Linked DNA regions of Mus musculus: all the other regions are linked to region 3. A link is a contact called in public HiCAR-type and promoter capture Hi-C data. All regions are on one chromosome and are shown on one strand. The core of a region is the stretch at or near the end of the contact, and the rest is flanking DNA. Distances in the headings are between cores, read along the strand shown. Region 1 holds the start of Ubxn8 (UBX domain protein 8). Region 2 overlaps Gsr (glutathione reductase). Region 3 overlaps Gm40487 (a long non-coding RNA gene).

Region 1 (3,852 bases), core at 935-3,434, 420 kb after region 3:
GAACCAGTCACAATCCTCTTGCCTGTTATTATACTCAGTAATAAGATTCATAGCCTATTTACAAAGCAATCTCCAATGGCCCTAGGTCCAATTTGCCATTGTGCTCTTAAATTTTTTTTTCCTTTTATTGAACGTACATTTTGGGGGCTGGAGAGACTGCTTAGCGGTTAAGAGCACTGACTGCTCTTCCAAAGGTCCTGAGTTCAAATCCCAGCAATCACATGGTGGTTCACAACCACCTGTAATGAGATCTGACACCCTCTTCTGGCGCATCTGAAGACAGCTACAGTGTACTTACATATAATAAATAAATCAATCTTTAAAAAAAAAAGAAAGAAAGAAAGTACATTTTGGGGGTTGGAGAGATGGTTCAGTGGTTAAGGGCACTGGCTGCTCTTCCAGAGGTCTTAGGTTTGATTCTCAGCACCCACTTGGTGGCTCACAAGTTCTAGGGGATATAGGCATAACACCATATACATAAAATAAAATTCCCCTCCTCACATATTATATCCTGATTACAGTTTCTCCTCCCCCTAGTCCTCCCCACCTCTCATCCCATCTGGATCCACACCTTTCCTGTCAATATGAAACAGGCTTCTAAAGGATAATTAAAATAGAACTAATACATCAGAATCAGAGAAAACAGACGGAAGGGGAAGAGCCCAAGAGAGAGTGTAAGAATCAAAGCCTCATGTTGGCACACTTGGGAATGCCATAAAAACACTAAACTGGAAGCCATAATATATACACAAAGGAACTTTAGGGTAAAAGGAGGTTAAAAAAAAAAAAAAGGCAGGACTCTGACATGACATTTCAAGAGCAGGAACCTCTAAGGTTGTATTGGCCATCCACTGCTGGCCATTCAGTCTACCATCGCAAATGTTTTTCAAGTGAGCCTTCCCTGGAGAGAGAATTTACTTTTTCAAGTGGTTATCAGTTGGAGATAGTGGCTGGATTAAGGATGGGGATAGCTGTCTACTTCTTTGGGCTCTAGGAGCTTATCGGTGAAGATCCACACAGGCTCTGTGCATGCTGCCTCAGTTCACTGAGTTCACATATTTATCGATCTTTTTTGCTTTGGAGGGCCTTGTTTTCTCCGTGCCCTTCATCCCTTTTGCTCTTACTCTTTCTGCCTCTGCTCCTTTGGGGTTCCCTAAGGGGAGGGTTTCATATTCACCCATTTAGGGCTCACTGTTCCAAGGTCTTGGACGCTCCTCTGTATACTTTTTTTTTCTTTTGTTTTTTTCAATCAGGGTTTCTCTGTGCAGTCCTGGAACTCACTCTGTAGACCAGGCTGGCCTTGAACTCAGAGATCCATCTGCCACTGCCTCCCTAGTGCTGTGGTTAAAAGTGTCCGAAGTCCAAACTCCAAACCTTCACACTTTAGTCACTATCTCCTCAGGAAATTCTTCTCCACACTGCAGAACGTGGTTCTGTAGCACTCTATACAGACATTCCTATCATGGCACCAGACATCAGATAGTCTCTGTACAGGACATGTATCCCAGGGCTGAGTTTGTTTAGGACAAATTCAGTAACTTACACATACTTGGAACTTAAGCTAAACTGAAGAGCGACTGGGGGTATTGATGGTTGAGGACTTGCCAAGTTGGGAATCTTGTCAGTGGGAAGGCCCTCCATTCCTGAACTCTAAGTTACCAGAGCTGAGTCATGGAGTGGCAGGGAAGTCACTGTGAGGCCAACGTTAAGTCATAACTGTAACACGTGTAGGCATTGACAGGGAGAACAGTGAGTGGGGGGCAGGTCTAGGGAACTCTCCACGCGGGTGTGGGGCAGGAACAGGCACTAGGGAGCAGACCCCACTTTTAAGCTTCCCGCAGGACCTGTTAGGAAGAGAAGATGCTTAGTAACTAGTTAGCTAAGAACCAAACGCCCTGTTACCCCCAAGGGACACAAGGCCACCGGGCCTCGCAGCGTCAACCGCCCCTTTTAAGTCATTTCAGTCTTCTGAGCACCATCTTTTAGACCTGCACAGTCTGATAAGCCACTGTCATCGTGACCAGCCTCAGATCCACAGGACAGGGACCGTCCCAGCCGAAGGAGATGACCCGCGCCGTCTGAGCAATCGCATCCGGGCCCGCGCCCCAGCCTCAGGGCACAGCATCCTCCCTCCATTCCTCCCAGCCCGAGGCCTCCGGGGCGAGCTCGCGGAAGGCACGGCCGGAAGGGGCGGGCACTGCGCCCAGCGAGCCCTCCGCGCCATGGCTTCTCGTGGCGTCGTGGGCCTTTTCTTGCTCTCTGCTCTCCCTCTCTTGTGTCTGGAGCTCCGGCGCGGGATCCCGAGTCTCGGTAAGTGTTGCCTTTCTCCTCTCGGTGCTCCCAGCTGGAGTGTTGTCACCTGAGCGGCGCGGACCTCCGCGCGCTTTTGACTACAATCCCCAGAATCCATCGCGCCCGCCCCTCTTCCGGAACCGCCTCCATTTCCGCGGGAAAAAGTTCTCTTGATCTCTGGCCAGGGTCGGCTTGGAAAGGGACCCGAGTGAGAAGCGCAGGGACAGATAGGAACTGTTTCGCCTCTAAGAGTAATGAGAGCCGGAAGTAAATAAGCTGATAGCTGAGCCATGTTTCAGGTGAAAGCCTTTGTGTCATGATCAAGGAATGGATGAAAGGGAGTCCCCAAGTACCATTTCTGAGAATCTTATTCTAAGTCAGACCCTGTTTGCAATCTCACTCTCCACTACTGCCACAACGACTTGTAGGTACTGTTAGCCTAAAAAACAGCGCTCTGCCCCAGAGCAGGTCAGAGTTTATTTTGGAATCGAATCTAAATGTCCGTGGTGTTCTGAGAATACGGATTTGGGTTACTTCAAATTCTCGGTTCCACGGTTCCAAAAGTTTTTATTGTAACAGCCAAAAAAATGTCACAAAACACCTTAAATATATGTAGGTCCATCAGGGAGATGAGTTACAGCAACGTGTAGGAAAACCTCTCGCAGAGGGCTCAGGTGCTCACAAAATAAACTTTTGGATTGGTAGAAGGTTGTGGGCTAAGTTAATATATTGTGTAGGTTCCATGTGATAGGCATAGTTAGGTCAGGCATATAGGTGAACAATGAGTGACTATTAAGTGGGCTAATTAAAGCCCATAATAATCCATGGTTAGGCTCTGGACCTGCAACATTTGAACCATTCCATAGTCTAAAAAGTTCTTATCAGTTAATCACCTTCTGTAGAACATAAAAGTAAGGGGATACTTGAGTTTACAGTACTGTTAAAATCTTTACATTTGAGAGCACTGTGATTTATTGAGGACGATCAGTGACTAATTGGAGGTGGTTTTGATTTTTTTTTAAGATTTATTTATTATATGTAAGTACACACAGTAGCTGTCTTCAGACACACCAGAAGAGGGCGTTAGATCTCATTATGAATGGTTGTGGGCCACCATGTGGTTGCTGGGAATTGAACTTAGGACCTTTGGAAGAGCAGTCAGTGCTCTTAACTGCTTAGCCATCTCTCCAGCTCTTTCCTTTCTTTTTCTTTCTTTCTTTCTTTCTTTCTTTCTTTTCTTTTCTTTTCTTTTCTTTTCTTTTCTTTTCTTTTCTTTTCTTTTCTTTTCTTTTCTTTTCTTTTCTTTTCTTTTCTTTTCTTTTCTTTTCTTTTCTTTTCTTTTTCTAGAGTTTTTCTGTGTAACAGCCCGTGGTGCCCTGGAATCACTTTATAGAGCAGGCTGGTCTTGAGCTCATAGAGATTCACCTGCCTCTGCCTCCCCAGTGCTGGGATTGAAGGTGTGCATCATCACTACCCTGCATGGTTTTTATTATTATGTGTGTCTTTTGAGTCTTCAATTAGCTTAGGTTAGCCTGTGTCTTGAAGCAAACCTCCTGCCTC
Region 2 (3,877 bases), core at 1,090-3,589, 400 kb after region 3:
AGCAAGCAAGCAAGCAAGCAAACAAACACACCCTTAGACCTATTCATTCATTTCCAGGAACCCACTAAGCATCCCGCCGTTCCAGGTACCTTGCAGGGAAATGCCCTACATGGATCAAATCCCAGACCTTGTGGAGTCTTCCAGGCTCACACAACAGACCACAAGGCTAGATGCAGAGAGTGACTCCATCTGCAGCCTTCCTGGGCCAGAGACCCTGCACTGCAGTGTCCCTGTGTGCTCGGTAGAGCCCGGAGACATAAGGGAGAGCCACCATCCTGAACTACCACGTGTCCTGCTTTGGCAGCTACAGAGAGCAGAGTTCCAGACACAGCTGCTAGTTTTGGAAATCAAGCCCCACTCCTTGAGTATGACAACAGACACCTCATTGACTTGGAAAGAATAAAATACAACCATCAAAGCTGGAGACACCAGGGCTAAGGAGACCACGCTCAGTCCTTTCTCCCGCCATTCCTTCTTCTCCCTTTTCTCGCTGGTGTGTAAATTAGGTGTGGTAGCACAGGCCTTGAGCCCACCAGACACGTTGGCACCTGGCCCGCCTGTAATACTACCAAGTGGGAGGTGGAGGATGGAAGATCATAAGATAAAGGCCAGCATCAACTGGCCAGCCTGGGCAACTGTCTATCTCAAAAAAAAGAGAAACATTTTAATGTAAAAATATTCTGAAGAGATGGCTCATAACCACCAGTAACTGTGGTTCCTGGGATACCCGGCACCTGTGATTACTGTAGGCACCTGCACTCATACATTTAAAAACGATAAAAATAAATACTTAAAATGTAAAACCCAGGCAACTCATTTTCAAGCCCCCCCTCCGCCCCCAGCTATAGGAAGCTACTTCTTTGCTTCTGAACAAACTTGCTTGTTTGCCCTTCAAAAACAATATTGTTCCCAATCACAAAAGAAGTCATTAGATAGGCACTCACTGATAAGTGGATATTAGCCCAGAAACTTAGAATACCCAAGATAGCCAAGATACAATTTGCAAAACACATGAAACTCAAGAAGGAAAACCAACGTGTGGATACTTCATTCCTCCTTAGAATAGGGAAAATACCCATGAAAGGAGTTACAGAGAAAAAGTTTGGGGCTAAGAAGAAAGGATGGACTATCCAGAGACTGCCCCACCCAGGGATCCATCCCATAATCAGCCACCAAACCCAGATACTATTGCATATGCCAGAAAGATTTTGCTGAAGGGACCCTGATATAGCTGTCTCCTGTGAGGCTATGCTAAACACAGAAGTGGATGCTCACAGTCAGCTATTGGATGGATCACAGGGCCCCCAATGCAGGAGCTAGAGAAAGTAACCAAGGAGCTAAAGGGATCTGCAACCCTATAGGTGGAACAACAATATGAACTAACCAGTACCCTGGAGCTCCTGTCTCTAGCTGCATATGTAGCAGAAGATGGCCTAGTCGGCCATCACTGGGAAGAGGCCCCTTGGTCTTGCAAACTTTATATGCCCCAGTACAAGGGAACGCCAGAGCCGGGAAATGGGAGTGGGTGGCTAGAGGAGCAGGGTGGGGGGAGGGTATAGGAGACTTTCGGGATAGCATTTGAAATGTAAATAAAGAAAATATCTAATAAAAAATTGGAAAAAAATCACGAGTCTCAGCAGGGAGCATCTCCACCTGCTGAGCCATTTTGCAGGCCTGGTCCTGTTTTGTGATGATCTCATCCCTAGATGCAGTCAGAAAGCCTGGCTTACTGAACTTTCGACATCTAGGAAATTCCATGTTAGAGGTGGCAAAATCATCTCAAATTCAAACAAACAAACAAACAAAAACTATTGTTTGGTTTTCATTTTTCAAGACAGGGGTTCTCTGTATAGCCTTGGCTATCCTGGAACTAGCTCTGTAGACCAGAATGGCCTTCAACTTACAGAGATCCTCCTGCCTCTGCCTCCCGAGTGCTGGGATTAAAGGTGTGTGCCACCATTACCCAGCTAATAACATTCTTTTTACAAATAAAAATATAGTAGGACCACTTAAAAAAAAAGCCAATCAACAAGGCGAATGACCAAAGTTAAATAATATTTTATTACCAACTCCAACAAGGCTCTCTCTTTACAACCACTTATTCAGTGAACAGTTAAGGGAACAGGCTGGTCTCATTTTATGAAGTCCTACATTCACAGAGCAGATGAGAGCCAATGCTCTGTTTTTTAAGGGGAACCCATGAGAACTAAAGGAAGTGAACTTCCTTTAGCCTGGGCTGTTAGAAATCTACATTGGGAAATTAAAAGCACATTCTGTGGACAGTGCGCTCGCTATGATTAGCATGTTGCTAAGTCACTGTTTGCTCACTGGGCGAGCCATAATCTAGGGAACAACCCTTTCCCAGGCCTGCCCTGTGGCTTTCTCCCGCAGCGCTGTACAGCCCAGTTCCCAGTAAATTAGAAACAAAGAAAGCTTTGCCAGTCACTCAGTCAACCCTTACCACACAAAGGCTTGCTGGGGAGATGTGCTGAATCCCACAAGAACTGGGCTCCACCTAATCCCAGAACCAGTACACGCAGCAAGCACTGGAGCTGGGGACCCTACAGAGCAAGGGAGCAGAAGCCAGAGGGTTCCCCCCTCAGCTCCTCCAAGGTCTGCCTGGAGGGAGGACTGAAGCTCCCAGGGGCTCTGATTCAGCCTGCCTTTGGGTGAGTTTCACACTGGTTTGTACTTTTGAGAACTTAATTCAAAGATCACACTCAAAGTGTTTCTTCTGCACTGCCCTGGGCAATAGGGGGTTCTCTTTAATTCTGGGGGAAAAGAGATAATACAATGCAAAACTCTACCAACCACGGGTTGTTTTTCTTTACTTGGTTTTCGACTGGTTCTGAAAACTCTGGAGGAACTCCAATGGACGCACACTATTGGGTCTGCGAATGCCTTTCTCTGTGGCTCGATTTAGCAGCGGTTCTTGATGCTACAGTTTTCAGTCCAGTGCTGGGCAAGCCCATCTCCTACCTGGCTTCTTAACACCTGACTCAACATCGAAGTCTTAAAGGAACAGATTCTATTAAAAAAAAAAAATAAAAAGTGGGCGGCTGGTGAGGTTGGATCAGCGGTTGGGAGCACTGACTGCTCTTCTGAAGGTCCCAAGTTCAAATCCCAGCAACCACATGGTGGCTCACAACCATCTGTACAGCTACAGTGTACTCATATACATAGAATAAATAAATAAATAAATCATCAGAAAACTCAAATAAAAAGTGGAGGGGCTGGTGAGATGGCTCAGTGGGTAAGAGCACTCACTGTTCTTCCAAAGGTCCTGAGTTCAAATCCCAGCAGCCACATGGTGGCTCACAACCACCCGTGATGAGATCTGACACCCTCTTCTGGTGTGTCTGATGTCTGCTACAGTAAACTTATATATAATAATAAATAAATATTTTTTAAAAATAATAAAATAAAATAAAAAGTGGAGCCAGAATGGAGGAAAATGAGTCATTCCAACACTGGAGAGGCTACGGCAGAAAGATGGCAAAATTGAAGACAGCCTGGACCACAGAGTAAGAAAGACCCTGTCTCAAAACAAAACAAAAGGAGAAAACGATGCAAGGTTATCCCTAGCTACAGAGTTCAAGGTCAACTAGAAACATGTGAGACACGGACATACACAAACTTTTCTTTAATTTTTAAAAATCGCTAAGAAAGAAAACTGAGCTTTTAGACACATACCAATCATGTTAGTCCAAGCAGTCATAACAAAACACCAGACTGGAGAATTTACTTGACCCACGTTTCTCAGTCTAGAGGCTGGGAAATCTGGCATCCAAGTGCTGACACGGGAAAGAAAGCCCTGGTCTTGGGGCTGGGAAGATGGCTCAGCGGTTAAGAGCACTGGCTGTTCTTCCAAAGGACC
Region 3 (3,849 bases), core at 446-2,945:
CCTTTGAAAGAGCAGTGAGCGCTCTTAACCACTGAGCCATCTCTCCAGCCACTCTGAGAGTTACCAGGCTGGTTTTTAGAAGCATCTCCCCCATCCCCAAAACTGAAGAAGAGCCCTGCCGCTGCCCTGGGATGCCTTCTTCTAGTCTGAGGAGATTCTGATTCTTGACAATGCTTTGAGAGAGTTTGTGAACGAAAGTGTTTTGTTACAGCCGGGTGTGGGTCCAGCACTTGGGAGGCAGAGGCAGGCAGATTTCTGAATTCGAGGCCAGCCTGGTCTACAGAGTGAGTTCCAAGACAGCCAGGGCTACACAGAGAAACCCTGTCTCGAAAAAGAAAACAAAACTAAACTAAAAAAAGAAAAAAGAAAAAAAAGAAAGAAAGTTTTTTGTTTATTTTTCAGCTTTCATTTTTTTTCTTTTTTTTTTTTTAAAGATTTATTTATTGATTATATGTAAGTACACTGTAGCTGTCTTCAGACACTCCAGAAGAGGGTGCTAGATCTCGTTACAGATGGTTGTGAGCCACCATGTGGTTGCTGGGATTTGAACTCTAGACCTTTGGAAGAGCAGTCGGGTGCTCTTACCTGCTGAGCCATCTCACCAGCCCTCATTTTTTTTTCTTAATCAAATAACTCAACAATGTCATGACTAACTCCACTGATAGAAATGAGAGAGAGAGAGGGAGAGGGAGAGAGAGAGAGAGAGAGAGAGAGAGAGAGAGGCCAAGCTGTGGAAACAGATAAGGAAATGACAGGAGGAGAGAAGAGAAAGGACCAGAGAGACATCTTACGGCTTGACATGATCAAAGGACAGAAACACATCTATAAAAAGGAGAAACTGGACCCCGAGCTTCAATCAACCTTCTAGAGCAAAACCAGATCCTGAGCCATCCCTCCTCCATTGGAGGAGGGCTGCTTCAGCACCGCCGCCACCGTGGCCGGCCCAGAGCACTTCTCTGTTATTGTTAGTCGTCGTCTGTCCCCCCCCCCGACCCCCCCCCCCCGGCTGTGTCTATCGTTGTTGGGTTTTAGTGCTTCCTAAGTGTGGATTCAGATTTTTAACAGCTGCTTCCTTGATCTCTAAAAAGTGAAGACATTTTTGGCTGAACAGTTTGACTGATTCAAGCTGCAGAATTCCAAACGGCCAGCAGGGGTCAATCAACTAACGTGATATTTTCCCCCCTAACTTTTAAAAAAAAAAAAAAGTTCCATGGAATCTAGGTGGCAGCAATGGAAGTCCTCCTTCACCTGCGCTTGCTTCACGGGCTGTTCAGAGATGTTCTAACATAGTCTTTCTTTCCTTCCATTCATCTTTCCTTTCTTTCTTCCGTCTTTTTTTTTTTTTTTTTTTTTTTGCCATGCTGGGATCAAACTAAGGGCCTGCCTCCTACCTATATGCCAGGCAAACACTCTACTTCCAAGACTACAGCCCATTCCATCACTCACTTTTTACCGCCTGTCTCTTCCCTCCCTTCCAGCCCAGCACCCATTGAATTATCAAAGGCTCCTTGAACACTTCTCATCTATAAGATGCTATGTTTGATGTTTGGGGTATGGAGACAAAAAGGGGACCAGTGATTTCTTCTCTGCTCTAGAGAACTGTCTCCTGTTTGGCCGCAAGGCTAGATGGCTAGAGTAAAGCATTGGTAACATGGCTACGATCCCAACTCTTGGCTTGAAGAAGACGCAACTGACCAGAGCTGAGTGGTCCAGGCTGCTGGCGCTGTTGAGCTCCTTTGGGTCATTTAGGGACGTGGCTCCTTCCCATCATGTTGCATCACAGTTCCTAGGATGTTGTTCTTGGCTGAGTGGTCAAAGCTGGGTCATGACCACCTTATATTTGGTCCAGAAAAAGGGGAAGAGAAAAAGCAGACAGCAAACTGTTTCCCCTTAAGCAATAAGCATGGATGTCACGCTTATCTCTTCTATCCATAAACTAGGGTGGGGACCTAGTCATATGTTTGGCCTTGGCCACAAGGAAGTCTGGGAAATGTAGTCATTTGTTAGGTTGTGATATGCCTAAGGTGTTATTAGTAGTAGGGAATAGCTAGTATCTTATCAGGAACCTCTCCTTCCCTCCCCACTTTCTCTGACTCACAAAGAAAACAAAAAAACAAAAAAATCTTCATATCTTTTTTTTTAAAGATTTATCTATTTATTATATGAAGGTGCACTGTTGCTGTCTTCAGACACCCCAGAAGAGGGCACCAGATCCCATTACAGATGGTTGTGAGCCACCATATGGTTGCTGGGATTTGAACTCAGGACCTCTGGAAGAGCAGTCAGTGCTCTTAACCGCTGAGCCATCCCTCCAGCCCCTTTCATATCTTTTGATACTGCTACCAATTGTAACTTCACCGTCACCATTTAGAAACCGTCGTTCATAGGAACTGGTGGCGAATAGAATATCCTTCAGGGGCTGGTGAGATGGCTCAGTGGGTAAGGGCACCCGACTGCTCTTCCGAAGGTCCGAAGTTCAAATCCCAGCAACCACATGGTGGCTCACAACCACCCGTAATGAGATCTGATGCCCTCTTCAGGTGTATCTGAAGACAACTACAGTGTACTTACATATAATAAATAAATAAATCTTTAAAAAAAAAATTAAAAAAAAAAAAAAAAAAAAAAGAATATCCTTCAGAAGTTTACTGTGAACACCACTTTACTCCCAAGATGCATGCTGCTACCGCCCCTCCAAGGGTAACAAGTCTCACCATGACAACTAAGATGATTAATTCCCAGTAAAATGAGACCCGGACTAGAGATTACTTTCTGTGCATGAGAATGTGACATTTGAGTTGACTCTTTGAAGCATGATTAGAAGCCAGTCAGGTGGAAAAGGAGGAAGAACATTCCAGAGTGCGAACAATCTGTGCAGAGCCCTGTAGCCATGGAGGGTCAACTGCATGCATTATGCAGGGTGAGTCTGGATAGGGAGGCAAGCAGGAAATGGAAGAAAATAAGACTATGCCAGATCTACATTCCAAACTGGAGAATTAGATTTTGCCTTGCTGGGCAAACGCTTTGGCCTATTTCCCCTCGGTGTGTGTGTGTGTGTGTGTGTGTGTGTGTGTGTGTGTGTGTGTGTGTTTTCTTGTTTGTGTTCTCTCTCTCTCTCTCTCTCTCTCTCTCTCTCTCTCTCTCTCTCTCTCTCTCTCTCTCTCTCCTTGTCTGTTCAAGTACACTCACCCATGAGTGTGCTTTTGCAAACCAGAGATCAAGTGTCTTTATTGTTCTCCTCCCGACCTTTTGAGTTAGTCTCCCTCTAAACCTGGAGCTTACCTCTCAGATTAGTAAACTTTGAGGAACCGGCTGTCTATACCAGTGCCTTTCAACCTGCTGGTCATGACTCCCTGGGGTCAGATATCAGATATTTACATTTCAATTCATAGCAATAGCAAATTACAGTTATGAAGTAGCGACGTAATAATGTTATGGTTGGAGGTCACCACAGCATGAGGAACTGTATGAAAGGGCCGCAGCATTAGGAAGGCCGAGAACCACTAGCTATACTCTCCTGACACTAGGGTTACAAATTCTGGCTTTGCTCTCATATGGACCATGCTGCGACTCAAATTCAGGTCCTCGTGCTTGTGTGGCGATCTGTTTACTACCCGGCCATCTTCCCTGGTCCCCATCTTTCCAGTCTCAAGCCTCTCTGTCACTTTAGGGTTAGCTTGTGTGTCTGGCTCTGATGAGTGGCTCCCAATTTTCTGGCATCGCTGAGGATGGCCCAGGAAAGCCTCGAGAGATCAAATTCCCCTCAGGAATTCGCGAGTGGAACTGTTACTCACCTGAACCGCCACGGGCAGCTTAGAAAGCTAATTTGGTCAGGAGTAGTTTTTGTTT

The links. Promoter capture Hi-C pulls out the DNA fragments that hold promoters and counts their contacts. HiCAR-type assays count read pairs that join an accessible place to other places.
Region 1: a contact with region 3 is called in a promoter capture Hi-C map of 3T3-L1-derived adipocytes, with 3 times the contacts expected there. The contact joins the promoter of Ubxn8 here to the enhancer-like site in region 3. A contact is called at or near these places in 5 of 39 promoter capture datasets (the 3T3-L1 cell line, 3T3-L1-derived adipocytes, the HPC-7 cell line and 2 more), 5 of 115 datasets of contacts at active chromatin or transcription factors (embryonic forebrain, embryonic limb bud, embryonic stem cells and 1 more) and 1 of 9 other capture datasets (adipose tissue).
Region 2: a contact with region 3 is called in a HiCAR-type map of fibro-adipogenic progenitors, with 4 times the contacts expected there. The contact joins two enhancer-like sites. A contact is called at or near these places in 2 of 39 promoter capture datasets (frontonasal cranial neural crest and hippocampal neurons) and 2 of 115 datasets of contacts at active chromatin or transcription factors (fibro-adipogenic progenitors and pancreatic cancer cells).

The regions. Positions count from the first base shown.
Region 1 is chr8:33,640,308-33,644,159 of GRCm38.p6, reverse strand. Ubxn8 (UBX domain protein 8) reads left to right here and starts at 2,184. Exons shown (of 8, transcript NM_178648.2): 1 at 2,184-2,310. The coding sequence starts at 2,223.
Region 2 is chr8:33,659,178-33,663,054 of GRCm38.p6, reverse strand. The region is part of intron 1 of Gsr (glutathione reductase); the gene reads right to left. Among named protein-coding and RNA genes, the nearest start is that of Gsr, 7.9 kb to the right of the region's middle. Within about 2 kb of position 2,339, at least 169 of the 459 cell types and tissues checked have an H3K27ac peak or open chromatin away from gene starts, as enhancers often do. A contact at or near this core is called in fibro-adipogenic progenitors, where this site is marked.
Region 3 is chr8:34,063,452-34,067,300 of GRCm38.p6, reverse strand. It overlaps Gm40487 (a long non-coding RNA gene), which reads right to left. Exons shown (of 3, transcript XR_870314.2): 2 at 3,795-3,849; 3 at 2,730-2,926. Among named protein-coding and RNA genes, the nearest start is that of Gm40486, 9.5 kb to the right of the region's middle. Within about 2 kb of position 1,695, at least 56 of the 459 cell types and tissues checked have an H3K27ac peak or open chromatin away from gene starts, as enhancers often do. A contact at or near this core is called in 3T3-L1-derived adipocytes, adipose tissue and fibro-adipogenic progenitors, where this site is marked.